4 separate regions of the Mus musculus genome follow, and all the other regions are linked to region 4. Evidence: chromatin contacts called from public promoter capture Hi-C data. All regions are on one chromosome and are shown on one strand. Each heading gives the region's core, a stretch centred on a gene start, on an enhancer-like site or on the middle of the called end of the contact. The rest is flanking DNA. Distances are from core to core; before and after follow the strand shown.

Region 1 (2,700 bases), core at 152-2,651, 2.1 Mb after region 4:
TACCCACCACAGAGATAAGCTGTGCCTCACTAACCACCCAGAGCAGTTCAAACGCCTTAGTGCTCCAAAGCTTCCTAGACCCATGTCCTACTACCTTAGTCAAGGCTGTACTTAGCCACTGTCACATGTACACACATTTCATACACTTCCAGGCCTTTGTCAAGTCTTCAACCCCTAAATTTCTCCCACCAGTACAGGCTCAGTTCTCTCAAAAGTTACCTGGCATCCCACTAAAACTGGTCATTTTCTACTCTGGCTTCTATCAATATAGGCTGAGCTTGGCTGCTATCACCCTAGTCAGGCCTGGTTTCTTGCATCCTGAACAGGTTCCATAAATACAAGTTTCAGATTTGCCCCACACTCATTATGTAGAGGGGAAACCAAACCCAGGGAGCCTAAGTAGGTTTCGCCAGCTCACAACAGAACCAGTCTTGACCCCATTCAGAGTGCCTGGCCTCTCTTAAGAGATACTTTCTAAAGCTGACCTGCCCCCTTTCCCTTCAGGTTCTACTGGGGACCTAGTCCTCAGCCTCCTGCCTTCTCATCCTGTGACAACTGAGGGTCCTAGCAGGCCATGCAGCTGTGTCAAGGTATGGAACTCTACCCTGAATAGAAATAGGAAATGTCCCACCCTAGGTAGGGGCAGCTGAGGCTTGGACAAACACCTGTTCATTCTTGTCCATGGAAGCCAGGCAAGGACTCTGCTCTAGGAGGTGCCTCCACAAAGGCCACTTTGTACCTGGGACTGCTGATGCCCACATGCCTGAGAAGAGGAGGTGGGAGCCCATCTTACCCCCATCTAGGTGTCAACCAAAGTGTTATGTTGGTATGGAGTAGCTCCTGCCAGGCTGGCTCTGGTGCCTTCTATATCCTGGAACTTGGGCAAGCAGCTGTTATAGATCTTTCCTCTTCAGCCATCTAACTATAGGACCTTGAGTAATGGCAGTGATATCCATTAGCCAACAGATAGCCACTGGTCTGGCTTTGAACACTCCAGACACTCTAAGGAAATTTGTAGAAAGGACTAAGAGATGGCGGATGAGGACCTAGGATCTCCCCATATCCCTTAGGCCAACATTTTGCTAAGTCATTTATAGTCATTTAGCCGGCTCTTGTTATTTTAGAGATGAGGACACTGAGGCTGGAATCCATTGCTAAGGTCACACAGAGCTAGGTTTAAAAGCTAGCAGCTTGAAGCTAAGCATAGTGACAATACACTTTTAATTCCAGTACTCGGGAGGCAGAGACAGGGCCAGCCTAGTATATACATACTGAGTTTTTAGGCCCCAGGTTGTGCTTGTCTTGTCTTTCCTTGTTAGCTGGAGATGCTGTCTGTGGAGGCAGTAGGGCAGGTTCCTAGTTCCTTGCTCCTCAAGGATCAATCTTCTGAGCCTAAAGAACAGGGGGTCCTTCCTGGAGGAAGGAGGTAATTTCTAGGCACTGAGCTCTGAGAACCAGACCCAGGTTCCATGCTCAGCACTAGGGGGCAGCAATGAACCAGCAGGCCAGTAGTATGCCTGGCATGCTCAGTATCTATCTGACTTTGGCAGGAAGAGGAGTTTTTGCAGACCTTCTGGGTACTCTTTTAGGAGAAATGGAACAATCGTGGGTATCTGTCTGCTAGCTCAGCAGTAGGAAGTCCCAAAATGACTCCCAAGGTTCAGAGAGGAAGCCTGACATTCACCTGAACCTATGAAATGACAGCAAGACCTCCAGGGGCAACCCTCTGCCTCCTTTTCATTTCTAATTTTGGATTGAAACTCAGGTCACTCCCCCTACCCAGTAAGTTACTGACTATGCTCCTTACAGTGGACACAGGAAGCCCAGAGACATTGCTTTCTCCAGTCTAAGTTCTTCCTATCTTTGATCAGGCAGGGGGAAAGCCAACAAAGACCACTGTTGTTCTGCTGACCAGAGAGTTTTAACTAGTTGTTTGGAGACCAGGCATGACTACCAATAGAGTACTGGGCCCAGAGAGTCTAGGATCAGACTAGACTGTGTGTCCACAACAGCCAGCCTAGCATGAGGGTCTTAGGTCCATGTAGTCTCATTTGTGACTTGCCTTCCAGATGTTAGCTATTGATGCCCTGTGGTAACTTTCCCCTCTGCGGATTCCACATTCTACATTCTTGCTCTGCTGCCTCCTCAGCCTGAGGTCCCTGCCTAGCCCTGTGGGCATATTAACCCTTCCTCTTGATGTTTTGCCTGTCCCCACCCCAACACTGCTGTGTCTCTTGAGGACTAGCCCTGCTCAGGACATTGAAGTTACCCTCTGACTGCAGCCACTTTTCCTCAGCTGAGGGGCCTCCTCAGCTCAGCTCGGTTTGCCCCTTCCGTCAGGGCTGTGCTTATGCTTCTCCCCATGTTGAAGGTCAACATCTGTGTCCTTCAGGCCGGCATGGCTAGGCAAGGTCTAGCTCTGACTTGCCTGGCTTCCCAGCACCCACACAACCTGACACCCAGGGGGTTGCATTAGTTAAACAAGAGAAGCAGAGTCAATGGGGAGAAGGCTGGGCCCTATGAGGACCGGCTTCAGTAAAGCTTGGCAGGCCTCTGAGAAGAGGGTGACCTCTCAGCAAGGACCTCACCACACGAACAGCCATCAAGGCAGTATCAGGGCCTCCACCTCCTTTGTAACCCTGCACCTTATGTCTCAGCATACTACTTGCCCATCTTGGGCCTCCCTGGACTCTAACCTAT
Region 2 (2,700 bases), core at 61-2,560, 2.2 Mb before region 4:
GCAGGCGGATTTCTGAGTTCGAGGCCAGCCTGGACTACAGAGTGAGTTCCAGAGCTACACAGAGAAACCCTGTCTCGAAAAGCCAAAAAAAAAAAAAAAAAAAAAAAAAAAAAAAAAAAAAAAAAAGAATTGGAGACCAAATGTAGTAACCCCGCACCCCCTAGGGGCACGCCTGTGTGGCCCTAAACGCATCCAGGAGTGGATCACAGAGCACATGACCCAGTGGGACCCACATTTGGAGGACTGGAGCTTAACGTGCAGGCTGTACATTTTGTTAAAATTCAGAGGATCCTGCTCCCTCCACCCGAAGTTATAAAGTACGATTTTCTTTGAAAATAGCCTTAGAGAAAAGCACTTCAGGAAAGCAGCCAAGGGACTCACACCCCCGTCTCCACCCCCGGAACTGAGGGAAGCCCTGGAAAGAACCAACTTCTTCAACAGCAGTTGTAGATCCCCAGGAATCCAGGGGCGGGGGCAGTATTAATGCTGCATTTCCACACGGGTTTGCAACACCATTGGGGTGACATCAAGTGAAGAGATTCAAGTTCTGAAGCTATATTTAAGCTGTCACAATAATGACAGACTAACACGGAGCTCAGGGAAAGGCCTGAGCCATAAATTAGTTAAGGAAAAAGAACTGTCTCGCTCCATTTACAGGATCGTTTGTGGTTAAGTCAACTGTGTACTAAAATGGTGAAACTGGACAAGGTGTGGCGGTGAACATCTGTAATCCCACTATTCGGAAGGCAGAGGCAGGAGGTTCAATTCAAATTCTAGGCTAGCAGGGGGCTACCTAATAAAACCGTCAAAACAACAGCAACCCGGAAATAAAGATGGTGGTGCTGATGTGAAATGAGTTTAAAACACACACACACACACACACACACACACACACACACACACTTTCTTTTAAAGGAGATGTCAAAAATAGGATAGGACCTGGGCGCTGGACATCGACGTCCAAGCGCTGCTCTGGAAAAGACGGTGGCTTCAATACCTCAAGAGAAAGAAGGTGCGAAGTGAGGCGCCCAGAGTGGCCGTTCCCTTGGTCTATGAGAACAGTGTTCCTGTACTGACCACCTCGCCCTCTACAGTCTGCAATCCCATCAGTCTCAGACTCGGTAGGACGCTAATCCGATGGCGCAACTGGGAACCCGCAGCCTCGGAGAGACCCCGCCACCGCATTGTTTCAGCCCCTCGGGTGGGGTCTTGCAGGAGGAGGGGAGGCGATGTGTCCTCCGGAGACGCCCTATACCCTCCCAGGGGACTCGAGCCATACCGCCCCAGCGCCTGGGCTTTGTGAAGTGTCGCTAGTTACCATGGGACCAGAAAGGAACGCTGAGAATGGCGCTTAGATGGCTGGGGGTTGTCGAGGTCCTGGGGCCATGCCCTCTGTCCCTTCTCGGACCCGGGGCCTGCAAAAGGGACTGTCGGGATTTGTAGTCCCAAAGGCGGCGGCAACGCGGAGGACGCGGGGCGCTACTGGTCCCGCCTCCGCCTAACCTGCTAGCTCGAGGTGGCGAGCACTTGGGGCGGAGCCCTCGGATCCGTGATTGGCCCAGGCGGCTCCCCGCCCCCACCCTCGTCCCCACCCCCGCTCGCCACTCGGGACTCCGCTCCAGGCGCGCAAGGCAGCCACCGAGAGAGCGCGCTAGCAGCCGCTCCCGCCCCGTGCAACCGCAGCTACCGCGCCGCGGCGAGACCCAGAGACCGACCGACGGACCCGCACAATCGCATCATCCTGGAGCAGTGGGTGATGGCAAGGGGAGGGTGGTGGGCTTGATCTTTCCGGGCTGCAACATCCACCCCTCTTTCAGTTTCTCCCTGAGGCTCACAAAAGGGAGGGAATTGGGTTGCGCCTAGGCTCCTCCAGCCGATGAAAGAGATGTTGAGGATTCAGGCAGATCCGGACTAAGGTGGGGCGCAAGTCTGGGTCTTTGTAGTCCCACAGAACTCGGCTTGGTGACTTGCGACGCCTAAGGCATTAATGTGTGCTGGAAAGATTTACAAATAGCTAGAATAAGGAGGCAGCTAAGTTGAAGGGATTCACGCCTAGCACCCAGTAGTCGCGCAGCCGTAGCTGGTCGACGTGCAGTAAATGGCTAAAAGGTGGGGTGTAGGGGAGTGTTTCTGTGGTGGCCGGACCTGTCCTCTTGTACGTCCCTGGATCGCCGCGGTCCCTAGTTCCCACCAACTGCGCCTCTGGTCTGATATCTGCCTAACGTGGTCCTAACCCCATCGTTTGTATCCTCTGTTCCCTGAGCAGAGCAGAGGCCCTAGAGGCACCTGCCGAAACCACAAAGGCCTCTTGCATCTGCCCAGCCCCTGGCGGCGCGGCGCTAGGTCCCTCCGCTGGAGCCATGTCGCCTAGTCTGCCACGCAGCATCTATCTTGGTGGGTGAGGGATATCGATGCCCCGGGCCTGGGGAGATGGCTGGAACAAACGGGCGTGGAGGCCTGGATTTGAGCAGAAAGGGGGAGATGGGTGGGGACAGGTGATCGAATCTGGAGGAGGAGGCTGTGGTTTGGGAAGGGCTGACAATTGGGTGGGAGGCGGGTCTGAAGCTTCGCGCAGGTGGCGCGAGGCGAGGCTGCTCTGAAGAATGAAGAGGGGCGGGGAGATGAAGGGAGGGTGGAGACCTCCCGGGTTTGGGGAGAGTAGACAGGCATGGGAAGGCGACTGAGGCTGTACAGGGGATG
Region 3 (2,700 bases), core at 40-2,539, 2.7 Mb after region 4:
AAGTTGACTCCCTTGGGTATTATGCAACAGAAAGCTGACTAACAGAGTACCCCAGCTAGTTGCTGTACACCCCTACCGGCATATGGAATATAGAGATCAAGGACTCTGGCTACATTGTGATCCCCAATCCAGTACCAGCGCCAGGAACCAGCAGAGTGGTGACTATAGTATACATCTGAGATCAGCCAACCAACACAAGACCTTGGCTCTTCTGTACCCCAGAATCTTCCAGTTGACTGCTGATAGGACATCCGGGATGGGCATCACATAGTGGTGCAACAGCAGCGTCCAGCTCTTACCATTCTCCTTCGTTGTGATGGAGATGGAGTTGATACACGTTGCTCGTTTTAACCTCCAAATTCCCCTCATTATCTTCTTCCAAGGGCAAAAAGGTGACACTCCCACTGGAGACATCTGAGGGGGAAAGACAAGGCTATCAGGTCATAACTGCTCTAAACGGATCCCTTGGAAGTAGAACTGAGCAGCGATGGACAGGAGAGTAATGCTTTCCAGTCCTTAGTGGCTGTCCAGCACTGGGGAGAGGGCTCTACACTTTGGACACACCATTATAGCTAGCACTTAGACAATACAAGGCCAGAGCTGGGTGGTGGGTGGTGTGGCGCTCCTTTAATCCCAGTACTTGGAAGGCTGAGGCGGGTGTATCTCTGTGAGTTCGAGGCCAGCCTGTTCTACATAGCGAATTCCAGGCCATATAAGGCCCTGTCTCAAAAAGCGAACGCTTTTCAGTCTGTTTGCGCTCTTCCCACTACTCTCCTACCTTGCACTACCAGTTCTTTCTTCGGCTCTGTGAGTGGGGAGTGCGGGCTCGCTTTCGGGATGACAGTCCTGAGAATCAGGTCGAGCTCCTGCGCGGCTTCAGGCTGAGGACCCAACGAGGGGCCACAGAGGAAGGCCAGCATTTCCGGATTGGCGTGGACGAGGCTTTGGGAGACTCGGTCCCATAGCGAGTTCAGGTCAGCCGCGGGAGCGGTGCCTTCGCGGCTCGCCCTAGGTCCCGACTCTGGCTCTCCTTTAGGAGAAGCCTGTCCGGGTTCCCTCTCCAGCCCGTGTCCCTGTCCCTGCCGCGGTCCACACTCCGCCTGGGCGTGGGACCGCAAAGTTCTCCCGCGGGCTTCCATGCGGGCGCCGCACAGCCTCTTGTTGGCCACCTGTGGCCTCTCCAGCCACACGGTCACGGCGGCCCAGAAGCCTGCAGGTAGCAGGGCATCAGGATCGCTTAGCCGCACTCTACCCAGCTCCTCCATGGCTGCGCGCTCGGCGCGTTGGGATGACGCGACCCGGAAGCGCATTGACTCACGGGAGTTAGAGCCTGGACCCGGAAGGCCATCCCTTTGTCCTTTTTGCTGGGCGGTAGCTTCGGAGCCGCTGGCGGAGCCTGGGACGCGGGAGGAGCAGAGTGTGGGCCGCAGTGGATACAGCCTCCTGGGGTCCTCAACGACTGAATGTACAACCCCTTCTCTGCTTGCTTTCTTGCTTGGAAATAAGAGCTCCCAAGCGGTACATCCGATTCGTGCCCCCTAAATGAAATTTTGCCCCCAGAGGTTCCACCTCTCACGACAAAGCTAATAATACTGAGAGGAGAGGAAGTTACTTGAGCAAACAAGACGTAACTGATACACTCAGCAGAAAGCCACACTTATATGAAGGATTCTACAAAGCTGGTTGGCTAACTACAACTTCATGATTGTAAAGAATTGGAATGCGGACCCAAAGCTAGCATTACCTTGGGCGATTATTTAGCTCCTTTATAGCCATGCATTGCCCACCTGTGTCTGACTCCAAATTCTTTGACTGGAATACATTAACTTGCCAGAAAGTAACCTCCTACCAACCCAAAAGATAAAGCTGGCATCAGAAAACATAAGAAACCTATAACACAGACGTTCTGAAAGTATAACAAAGTAAAAACAGAATTCTAGGCCTTTAGGCCCAGGCTTGGGAATGTGGCCTTTGTAAAGGTATGCTAATCATAAAACAGATAGCGACATTCCTCTACCCACCCGCTTCCTGGGTTCAAAGAGTGCTCATTCAAAGAAAGTCACCCTGACCATTGCCATATACAAATGTGCTTTTGTTAGGGGCTCTTAGAAACTGTTTTGAAAAATAACCCTCACAATTACCAGGTATTCCTCGTGACTCTTGTAACTTTGCACTTCCTTGTGACTCTTAACTGGTATTTTTGTTATTTTCCAACAATGCCCTTCCCACCTCCTTGAGTTGTGGTTTCTTCCTTTAAATACCCCCTTACTCAGCTACTCGGGGCGCCACGGTCCTCTACCCCTTCGTGGTGTATGACCGTGGGCCCGAGAGCGCTCTTGAATAAAAATCCTCTTGCATTTTGCAACAGGCCCGTTTCTTGTGGGTGATTTTGGGGTGTCGCCTCTCCTGAGTCAGAACGTGGGGGAGTCCTCACGTTGTGGGTCTTTCATTTCTTACTTTGTTACCTGAGGTCCGAAACAAAGTATTTGTTAAATCCTTTGGAATGTACAAACTATTAGCTTCCACCAACATGAAGGCTAAAAATGTCTCCAGCAATTTCCCCTCATTGTTCTAACCCACCTACCTGTTGGTACCCATCCTTGTATTTTAAAAATACTTACTTTATGGATTTTGTTACTATTAAAAAAACTGTCACCACGTATGAACATAGTTTTTAAACCATAGTCACTCATATTTGTC
Region 4 (2,700 bases), core at 117-2,616:
GCTAACAGGGTGGAGGGTGTAGCTGACTGAACTAGCAAGTGGGTCTCATAGCACTCACAGGACAGATTCCCCTGTGTATAGATAGCATCTTGCTATTTGTCTCTGCTCTTTAAGTCATTTAGGATGTGGTGCAGACTCTGAGATCCTCCAATGGACAAGAGAATCTACCTTTCCCACCTCCATTTTTTGAGACATGAGGAATAATTCATCTTTAGATAAGGAGGTTTTTGGCTTTGTTTGTTTGTTTTGGCCTACAAGGTGGGAACAGGTCAGGCCTTCTAGCAGGTTCTTCTTCCCATGAATCCTTACTCTGTAATGAGGCTAACACACAACTTACAGTTTTGTTTTGTTTTTGTTTTTTTGGTTTTTTTTTTTTTTTTTTTTTTTTTTGGTTTTCTGAGATAGGGTTTCTCTGTGTAGCCCTGGCTGTTCTGGAACTCACTTTGTAGACCAGGCTGTCCTCGAACTCAGAAATCCGCCTGCCTCTGCCTCCTGAGTGCTGGGATTAAAGGCGTGTGCCACCACGCAATTTACTCTGGTTGGATGATTTATGCCCCATCTAAGGAAACTACTGGGCCTTCTGCCATGCGAGCCTATTGTAGATTTAACCCATTGTACTCGGGCATTCAATGTTTTGAATATTTTTTTTAATCAAACAAACTTTAAGTTTACTGTACACTTGTTTTGACTTATGTACATTAGGTTTAATTTTGACAACAAAAGAGTATATAATGGGTAATGTAAATTGGTTTCTCCTTCCAAGCTTGTCTCTGTACATGTTACATTTGTACTTATCATTAACTTGTACTTCTTAATTATATTTAACAGTTTTCAATAAGTTAGTAACTCGCTCATGAATTATACACACCCCCGTTTTCTTGCTACATAGCCCAAGAACTCTAGGGAATGTTCAGCACTCTTGTCTCTACAGAACCTGGATTAGGAGGGGGAGCCACCACCCGCAGAGACTTTTGCACTTCTCAATAGCCCTCTGGACCAGGTTTAGTTATTAACTTCGTCAAACACATGGAAACAGCTCCGCGAGGTAAGAGTCGACTCTCTCGAGTTTCTCCTATTACGAAATCACTTCGCTCTTCTGAAACGAAGGTCTTGGCTGTGGCTCTATTTTCAAATTTTCCATGCAAAGCGGGCAGCCCTGTAGACGGTGGCGGGAAACGCCAACGGGAACTCGGTTTGAAGTCGGACTCAACGCCACGCCCCCAGCCTCCCCCCCGCCCCGCCCCCCCCACCTCCCCGCAGCCCCGGAGGAGGAAGTGGCGCGGCCACCGAGACGAGGCGGAGGCTGGGCTAGAGCGGCCAAGCCGGCTGAGCAGGGACTGGCGAGGGGCGGGGACTCGGGGCGGAGCCTCGGGAGCGGCGCGGGCTCAGGTGAGCGCTCTTCGGTGGTGCTGTCTGTCTGGTTCCTAGAGCCCTGGTGCGGAAGCTGCGCGAACTGTGGGGGCTCAGGTGGGATATCCTGAGGAGGTCCTGGGGAGATCTGTCCGGAATCTGGCCTCGGGCCGGGCCTGAGGCGCGCAGGGGCTCTGGAAGTGGGGGGGTTGGGGGGGGGAGTCGAGCGCCAACCTCGGGCTGAGACTTGAGGGGCTTGAAGGAAGGGTCCCTGAGCCAGGTTCGAGGCCCGACTCTTCTTGCAGTTCCCCGTGTGACCTTGGACCAGTCTTTCTCTCACCAAGCTTCCCGGACCGCAGCGGTGAAATGGAGGCAGGACGGTCCGCTGAGAGTTGGTACCAGTAGAGGGGTCGGCAAGGAAACCGCAGCCTTCCTCAGTTCTCTTTTCCCCAGGACATTGTTAGTGGACCGCGAGTCATGGGAGTGCATAACAGTTCGAGTGACCTTGGGCGAATCCCTTGTTTTGACGTTCCTCTACTTATGTGATGGACTAACCTCTTCGAATATCCCTGTACTATTTTGGTGTTCCTGATGCAGACAAAAACAAGGTAGTGCCCCTCTCACCACAAGCCTCCCTTTTAGGTATGCGGTAGAGAAAATAGCTTTAGAGGATGGACGAGATCTGAGCCCAAGTTCCCTTTAATTTTTAAAGCACACTTCTATTTGTTTGTCTCTCTTGGTAATTGGAGGAGCGATATAATGCAAGGGTTGGCACGCCTTTCAGCCGAACAACCACCAGTACCTTCAAGGTCTAAAATTAAAGAGCAAATTTAGGAAGCCTGACATCCTCGATGTTTTTATTTGTGTTTCAGTAGCAGGAAAGCAAGATGACTTCCCTGCTCCAAGATTGGAACAGCTGAAGAAATCACAAGACAAAATGAGAACCACAAAGGTCTACAAACTTGTCATCCACAAGAAGGGCTTTGGGGGCAGTGGTCAGTATTGATTGATATTTGGGGATTGTGTAAGTTGGCTGAAGTTATGATGTGCCTTAAAAATTACCCATATCACAAGGGAGACTGGACAGGTAAGAGTGGAGCAGTATCAGAGATCAGGGATGGTTGGAAATGAGAGCACAGGATCTTTTTGAAAAGCATTCTTCACATTCAGAGTTTGTTGGGTTGTATTTTGAATCCAGGTTTTACCATGTTTCCAAGGCTCATTTAGAACTCATTGTGTAGCCCAAGCTGGCTTTGAACCCATTATCCTCCTGCCTGTGTATCTGGAAATACTCTACCACACCTGAGTTAATTTTCCTCCTGCTTTTGTTTGTTTTGTTTTTGTTTTTCT

The links. Promoter capture Hi-C pulls out the DNA fragments that hold promoters and counts their contacts.
Region 1: a contact with region 4 is called in a promoter capture Hi-C map of liver, with 2.5 times the contacts expected there. The contact joins the promoter of Msantd1 here to the promoter of Depdc5 in region 4. A contact is called at or near these places in 3 of 39 promoter capture datasets (liver and pre-B cells) and 1 of 115 datasets of contacts at active chromatin or transcription factors (embryonic forebrain).
Region 2: a promoter capture Hi-C map of hippocampal neurons shows a contact between it and region 4, with 4 times the contacts expected there. The contact joins the promoter of Dpysl5 here to the promoter of Depdc5 in region 4. A contact is called at or near these places in 2 of 39 promoter capture datasets (hippocampal neurons and pre-B cells).
Region 3: a contact with region 4 is called in a promoter capture Hi-C map of pre-B cells, with 5 times the contacts expected there. The contact joins the promoter of Trmt44 here to the promoter of Depdc5 in region 4. A contact is called at or near these places in 1 of 39 promoter capture datasets (pre-B cells) and 1 of 484 Hi-C or Micro-C datasets (neutrophils).

What each region holds. Positions count from the first base shown.
Region 1 is chr5:34,914,514-34,917,213 of GRCm38.p6, forward strand. Msantd1 (Myb/SANT-like DNA-binding domain containing 1) reads left to right here and starts at 1,402. Exons shown (of 3, transcript NM_207277.1): 1 at 1,402-2,700.
Region 2 is chr5:30,710,254-30,712,953 of GRCm38.p6, forward strand. Dpysl5 (dihydropyrimidinase-like 5) reads left to right here and starts at 1,311. Exons shown (of 13, transcript NM_001356948.1): 1 at 1,311-1,749.
Region 3 is chr5:35,573,781-35,576,480 of GRCm38.p6, forward strand. It overlaps Trmt44 (tRNA methyltransferase 44), which reads right to left and starts at 1,290. Exons shown (of 11, transcript NM_030208.3): 1 at 779-1,290; 2 at 300-414. The coding sequence starts at 1,265.
Region 4 is chr5:32,862,355-32,865,054 of GRCm38.p6, forward strand. It overlaps Depdc5 (DEP domain containing 5), which reads left to right and starts at 1,367. Exons shown (of 43, transcript NM_001170567.1): 1 at 1,367-1,467; 2 at 2,223-2,345. The coding sequence starts at 2,288.